Linked DNA regions of Macaca mulatta: region 1 is linked to region 2. Evidence: chromatin contacts called from public Micro-C data. All regions are on one chromosome and are shown on one strand. The core of a region is the stretch at or near the end of the contact, and the rest is flanking DNA. Distances in the headings are between cores, read along the strand shown. Region 1 holds the start of CHRNA9 (cholinergic receptor nicotinic alpha 9 subunit). Region 2 overlaps N4BP2 (NEDD4 binding protein 2).

What was found. A called contact is a pair of places that touch in the nucleus more often than the background predicts.
Region 1: a contact with region 2 is called in a Micro-C map of CD4 T cells, with 16 times the contacts expected there. The contact joins the promoter of CHRNA9 here to the enhancer-like site in region 2. A contact is called at or near these places in 5 of 14 Hi-C or Micro-C datasets (CD4 T cells, blood, fetal cortex germinal zone and 2 more).

The regions. Positions count from the first base shown.
Region 1 is chr5:39,568,172-39,571,835 of T2T-MMU8v2.0, forward strand. It overlaps CHRNA9 (cholinergic receptor nicotinic alpha 9 subunit), which reads left to right and starts at 1,360. Exons shown (of 6, transcript XM_001094288.5): 1 at 1,360-1,500. It also overlaps a transcript of RHOH not described here.
Region 2 is chr5:39,391,283-39,394,943 of T2T-MMU8v2.0, forward strand. N4BP2 (NEDD4 binding protein 2) reads left to right here. Exons shown (of 18, transcript XR_013417825.1): 16 at 1,819-1,942; 17 at 3,226-3,357. Among named protein-coding and RNA genes, the nearest start is that of RHOH, 45 kb to the right of the region's middle. Within about 2 kb of position 1,884, at least 3 of the 40 cell types and tissues checked have an H3K27ac peak or open chromatin away from gene starts, as enhancers often do. A contact at or near this core is called in CD4 T cells, where this site is marked.

The sequences.
Region 1 (3,664 bases), core at 110-2,609, 180 kb after region 2:
CACTTGGCTGTTAGCCAGAAATCCTGGATAAATGGGTGGATCACTGTACATTTGGTATTTGAAGCTGTTACGTTTCAAACTGGTTTTTTTTTTCTTTGTATGTGCTGTCTCTTTAGAGCTGGTTAAAAACAGCCGATTTCACATATGACGTTATCTGCAGTGCCCTGTGCAGAGGCCTGCGGGGAGCGTACAGAGACATCTGGTGGCTGAGAAGGTGAAGTACCTTGGCTTTGTCAGAAGATAAAGGATTTGAATTGTGTCTAAATTTGGTTTCTTTTTGTGACTGAGACTTTTACTCTTTTCTTAATTATTGTAGCAGAATTGCACATTTAAAAAAAATACTTTGATTTTTAAAGATTATTTTTAGAGCTTTCACTCTTTCTTTCTGAAAAAAAAATCATCAACCAGGTGAATTGACCAGTTCCATCAGCTAGGCTAAATCTCATCAGGGCCAGGACCAGAGTGAGGCAGAGAGGCACTTGCTTCCACTGCACATTTAAGGGGGAGCCAAAAATATTAGTAATGAATATAGAAATTTGTTTTGAGACAGGGTCTCTATCTGTCACCCAGAGCAGAATGCAGTGGTGTGATCATAGCTTACTACAGCTTTAAACTCCTGGGCTCAAGTGATCCTCCCGCCTCAGCCTCCCCCATGTGGGGAGGACTGAAGGTATGTGTCACCATGCCTGGTTAAAAGAACCTTTTTTTTTTTGGTAGAGATGAGGTCTCATTTTGTTGCCCACGCTGGCCTTGAAGTCCTCAAGTGATCGACCCACCTCGACCTCTCAAAGTGCTGGGATTACAAGTGTAAGCCACCATGCTTGGCCTTAATACAATATTTCTAAACATCAAAATTAATGCAAAATATTTCATCATAAATAAAAATACCAAAGTTTAAAAACAGGATTAGTGGCTGGGGACAGTGGCTCACGCCTGTAATCCTAGCACTTTGGGAGGCTGAAGTGAGTGGATTGCCTGAGGTCAGGAGTTCAAGACCAGCCTGGCCAACATGGTGAAACCCTGTTTCTACTAAAAATATAAAAATTAGCCGGGTGTGGTGATGCATGCCTGTAGTCCCAGCTACTTGGGAGGCTGAGGCAGGAGAATCGCTTGAACCTGTGAGGTGGAGGTTGCAGTGAGCTGAGATCACGCCATTGTACTCTAGCCTGGGCGACAGAGACAAATTCTGTCTAAAAAAACAGACAAACAAACAAACAAACCAATACAAACAACAACAACAACAAAACAGGATTAGTATTGCCAATGTTCTCTCTCTCTCTCTTTTTTTCTTTTTGTTTTTTCAGGCTCCAAGATGGCTCTGAAAGGCACCGAGAAAACCTAACGTATCTGAGGGCCTAGCTTCTGGCCTGGCTTTTACGTGGTCAGCGGATGTGCGTCCATCCCCCCTGCACTGGTTTCCCTTGTCCTTTCTGTGGCTCTCCTGGATTCCTCTCGTTCAGCTCCTTGGTGTACAGAGCCTATGTCCATGGCGATGGTGAGGTAAATGAGAAGAAGAAATGGAGAAAGTTAAAGTGTCTTCGAGGAAAAAACTTGGGAATAAAATCTTCCAGTTTTCCTGCTTTACCTTTCAATATCTTCCCTGCTTCCTTCCAAACACGCTTCCAGAAGCAGGAGCCTAGGTCATTCATACCCACGGAGCTGCTCTCAGCTAAGTAGGCCTAGCCAAAGAGACGCTGAGGGCAGGTGGGGTGGGAGATGGAGCAGTGCGTTGCTTCCTGGGAGAAAGCACCTCCTTGCCTCTTTTCGGTTTTAACATGTCCCTTTTAGGGACATGCCAGGACAGGGCAGAGGATGGGGGAGCGGGAGATGAGTGAGGTCCTGGGGCCATGGGGCCATGCTGCTTCTCAGGGGGCAGAAGCTGTGGGAGAGGTTGGGGGCCGGTAGCTCTCAGAATAGCCTGGGAAGGGTATCCGCTGGGTTTGCACAGTGTTGTCTCCGAATCTCCCAGCTCCCGTTCTCTATGATTAGCATCCTTGTAGCGTGCTACTTGTTAACAGAAGAGCAGAGCGTGTCCCTTGTGCCTCTTCCCAGGCTTGTCATTTGCCTAACTCTTACAATGTTAGCAGAGAGACGGTGATTGCAATGAGCAGGGAAATACTGCACAATTGTGACTGCAGGGTCCGCTATGAGAAGAGGAAGCAGAGCCAGTGGGGTGAGAACCTCCTGGGATGAGAAGGGGTCAGACACTCAAGAACAAAATAAAATGTCTGAAAAGTCCCAAGGAGCAAGTGGGCTACCGTTGAGGACAGAAATTTCCCATGGATAAGGTCTTCTCTACGCAGCGAAGAAAGACCCCAGAAACAGGAGGAAGCCAGGAGATACCCTATGCCACACCGTACAGTTTTATAGCTTTCAAATATATTCCCTCAGGGGATTTCAGGGAGAATAGTATGTACCCTCTGACAAAGCACAGACATCAGAGCCCGCTGTAGTCCCCAGATCGCTCACTTGGACATACCCGATACCCTGGATCATATATCAGCTGCTCTCCTGACCCAGAAAACTGCATGTCTCTTATCACCACTCATGTCTCTACATGAACTTGGCTCTTCTGTTGGCAACTTTATGAGTTTCTTTTTACCAGTGGGTGCTTTCTGACTACTGTAGCCTGTGTGGTTCGGCGAGGGGAATCTTCGTGGCATTCACTGAGGGTCTTGCTGTGTTCCAGGTGTGTGCTTGGTACTTTATCTGCTTTCTCTTGAATCCTCACAGTAACCCTTTTGGGTAAAATATTACAATCTTCATTTATACAAATGAGAAAATGAGACTCTGAGAAATAATTACTACTCATATGACTAGCAAGTGGTGGTCCTAGGACTTGAACCAGGGCCATAGGACTCCTCCTGCGTCCTTAGGTTCTTTCTGTTGCATCAAGTCAGCAGAGACATGGGGAGATGCCTCCACACCCTCCCCCTGCATCCGTGGCAGATGCTGCTAACTGGACTTGGTGGTTGTTTCCCTTGAGCTAGGACTATGTATAAGGGAAAAATTATGGTCCATGTTCTCAAGGAATTTTGTTCTGATGTAGGTTAAAATATAACACAGCAGTAGACTGACAATGTAAGGCTGTGAATAACACCCTGGCCGTGAATGCTAAAAAAAATCAGGTAAGCTTATGAATCATAGGAAATATACCCACCATACTTTGTCTGAAAGCTGGCCTTTCCCTTTTTAATTTCTTAGATTTCTCATCCTAGATAGTACTCATTGGTGCAATCAACAAATATCCTCTAATATCCTCTCTGTAGCTGGGAGAACAGCACAGAACAAGACAAAGCCCCCACTTCTGTGGAACTTAATTTCTAGTAGGAGGACAGATGATAACTACCAAATGCAATTCACACACACACGTCAGCTGGTCCTAAGTGCGAGGAAGAGTGGATCCCGGAGATGGAGACAGGGCTGGGATGTTACTCTATGCAGCATCATCAGGGAAGGGCTTCTGATAAGGAGGCACTGGGCAGAACCCAGGAAGAAGAAAGGGAGTCAGGAGGAGATGCCAACGGTGCCCCAGGCAAAGGGAGCAGAAGGAGGGGCACAGTGTGCGTGTGGAATGCAAGGAGGTCAGCAAGGCTGGAGCTACGTGAGTGAGGGGGAGAGTGTTGGAGAAGGAAAGTCGGGGGAGACATCATGTAAAGCCTTG
Region 2 (3,661 bases), core at 634-3,133:
TAGAGATTTAGTTGGGCTTTTTCTGTAAGTAAAGTTTTTCTTTTTTTTTTTTTTTTTGAGACGGAGTCTCGCTCTGTCACCCAGGCTGGAGTGCAGTGGCCGGATCTCAGCTCACTGCAAGCTCCGCCTCCCGGGTTTACGCCATTCTCCGGCCTCAGCCTCCCGAGTAGCTGGGACTACAGGCGCCCGCCACCTCGCCCGGCTAGTTTTTTGTATTTCTTAATAGAGACGGGGTTTCACCGTGTTAGCCAGGATGGTCTCGATCTCCTGACCTCGTGATCCGCCCGTCTCGGCCTCCCAAAGTGCTGGGATTACAGGCTTGAGCCACCGCGCCCGGCCAAGTTTTTCTTTTTGAGATGGGAGTCTGGCTCTGTTGCCCGGGCTGGAGTACAGTTGGTTGTGACCTTGGTTCACTGCAACCTCCCCCTCCCAGGTGCAACCCATCCTTCTAACTCAGCTTCCCAAGTAGCTGAGACTACAGGTGCATGCCACCATGCCCTGTTAATTTTTATATTTTTAGTAGAGATGGGGTTTTGTCATGTTGCCCAGGCTGGTCTTGAACTCCTGAGCTCAAGTGGTCCACCTTCCTTAGTCTCCCAAAGTGCTGAGATTACTGGCGTGAGCCACTGTGCCTGGCCAAAGTAAACTTTTATATGTAATATAACATTCGTAAAGAACAGTGTCCAAAACTATAGGTATATAGTGCAAAAACTTTGTAAAAAGCTCGTAAAAAGGTTTTATACAATATACCTAGAATTTTGTGCACTGTGAATACCTTTGTGAAACTAGCACTCAGTTGAATTTTGAACAACATATTGCTTGAAGTAATAGATATGGATTAGAGATGGGGATCATAAACAGACAAGGAATTAGAAATGCAAGAGCAACATATTCTTTTAAAATTCCAGGCTGATACCATCTTGGAGATTTGATACTTGAAAAACCATTTGTTTGTATTCTATTGGCGTATTAGGACAATTTAATAAGCAGACTATGGAATGTTTATATTGTGTGTGTGTATTTTCAATTTATTAATTCATCTCATTGATAGTTTTTTTGTTGTTGTTGTTATTCTGCTACAGCTTTTATTAGTTTTCAGGATTTATATCCTTGATTTTCACAAGGTCATTTCCAAAGTGGAACTGCAGTATTTTAGGAGGCTGTGACTCCTTTGATGTTTTAAGAACTATCTATTAGAAAAAGTTTGTTAACAATTGATTATCTTTAACAGTAAGACTGCAATCTAGCTGTGATTAGTGGATTTGCTAATAGCTATTACTGGAAGATAATCTATAAACTAGTTGCCATCATTATCCCTTTTTCCTGATGAGAAAATAGGTACAAAAGAAACTTAAGTAACTTGTCCATGTTCACACAGTCATTTAGTGGCAGAGCTATGATTCCGAACAAAGCTTGATGGCTTTAGAATATTTAATTAACAGGGTTGTTGTAAAGATTCTTAGTTAATAAATATAAGCCACTTAAAGCAGTATTTGACTCCTTTTGTGTAGTAATTATTAGGTATCATTAATGTTATTATTGCCATTATCATTATTTCAGGGACAGAAATCTCTTTCCCCATAAAGGAAGAAGTCCCACTTAAATCTTTTGATGGATAGATTACAATGAGGCTATGTGTTTTAAAACACATTAATTTGGGGGCTTTTTGAGATAGCAAATCTATCTTACTGTTTTGAGATGGCAAACCCCAAAATCCTCTTGGAAACAATTTCATGTACTTGAGCAGCTAAGGTTTACGTTTTCTACTGAGAATGTAAGATAAATGAATTTTAACTCCCCTAATTTCTGTTGTAACAGAATTTAAGCAGAATGGTGGGAAGCCTTATTTGTCTGTGATTACGGGGAGAGGAAACCACAGCCAGGGAGGAGTTGCTCGCATCAAACCAGCTGTCATTAAGTACCTCATAAGCCATAGCTTCAGGTGAGTGTAGATTTCTGTTATTGATAATGGCAACTGCCCATATAGAGCTGTATCAGAGATTTCTGCGAGTATAGATTTCTGTTTTTGATAATAGCAGTAGCCCTCATATAGCTAGGTAAATAAACACTAATAGCATACTCAGAACAATCTGTTAAAATAGTTAACGAAATTTAATCATCTGATTTCAGCCACAGATTCATGCTTAAATTATGATATAACTTTCCCTGCTGGATTTATGTTGTCTGGCAAACCAGAAATAAGGAAAAATGTGTTTGTTGCCGATAATCATCTGATAAAACTTTCATAAATTTAAAGTTCTAAAAGAAAATATGTTTATTTGATAATATGCAAAATAATTAGGTAATATGTATCATATTTTAAGATTTGCTATTCTTCTTTAGAAAGGAAATAAGTATTTGTGGATTTTGGATGGAATTGGGTGGCTTCTATTGAAATATAGTTATAATTTAGGTACGTTTAAACTTTAGCAGAAATATTCCATTTAATATGAATGTATTTGTTTTCATAAGTTAAATGCCATTAATGACCTGTGTTGACAAACATGAAATGTTCTTTTTCATTAAGTGATAATTTAATAACAGAAAATGACAAGAAAGTCAAAGATGAAAAATCCGTTGATGGATAGATTTCCTGCAGATGTGTATCATTAACTCCTACCCACCAATTTCAGTGTAGCATATTTATTTTATGCCATGTAATAAGATGTTATTTGGCTACATTATTGAAAATGGTAGCATAAGTTATGAGCATAAAACAGGTGACACATCAGAGTTATTTTTATAAAAGGAGTAGTTAGACTGGAACATTATCATGTTGAGATTAATTATCTATTTTAGAGACTAGTCTTCCTTTAAATTCTTTACGGATAGAGCTGAAAGCATTGCATGGCCAGATTAATCAGAATTACCTGATATATCAGAGATTTCTTCTTGGTGCTTTCATGATGCACCAAAACTTTATTCTTCCTACAGCATACTCTTTTTCATGAAGGTAAAATTCAGGCCTCAAGAGTTTTAACAAATCTTAAGTTATACTAACTACTAAGTCAGGAGCAACCCCCAGCTTTAAGATTGTATTTCTTTTGACCGTAGATAAAAGGAACATAAACCTAGATGTTGGTCTTGGATATTGACTTAATAAGGGTTAATACTTTGGCAGTAAATATTATATTAAGCATAGGTACTTGGAATTGATTACAAGGTATATTCCTTAGCTAATTTGAAATTTTCATCTTTAAAATAACTCTTTTCTCATTTCTGCAGGTTCTCTGAAATTAAACCAGGGTGCTTGAAAGTCATGCTAAAGTAAAATAGACGTCCTTGAATTAGAAGTATGAAGGTTTGTAGGTTAAAATTACTTTTATTTGCAGTAATTCAGTCAAGTCTACCCTAAAGGTGTGTTTTATTATAAATAATATTCAGTTATGAAACAAAAAAATTATGTTTTTGCAAAATCCAAGCGAGTTTAATTTGCTTTTTTACTGAATCAAATGCAAATGTTACCTGTTAAAAATATTACAGAGAAATTTTATTGATTACAAAATATCTAAGAAAATTATCAGCTACAGTTTTAAAGTTTAAAATGCTCTGATTGTTTCTCAGAAAAGGTTACCTTCGTATTAACTGTTGTGTGACATTTAGTAATGTCCTAAAAGTCTTCTGTGAGAGGTATTTAAAGTGCTTTGAGACATGATTCATG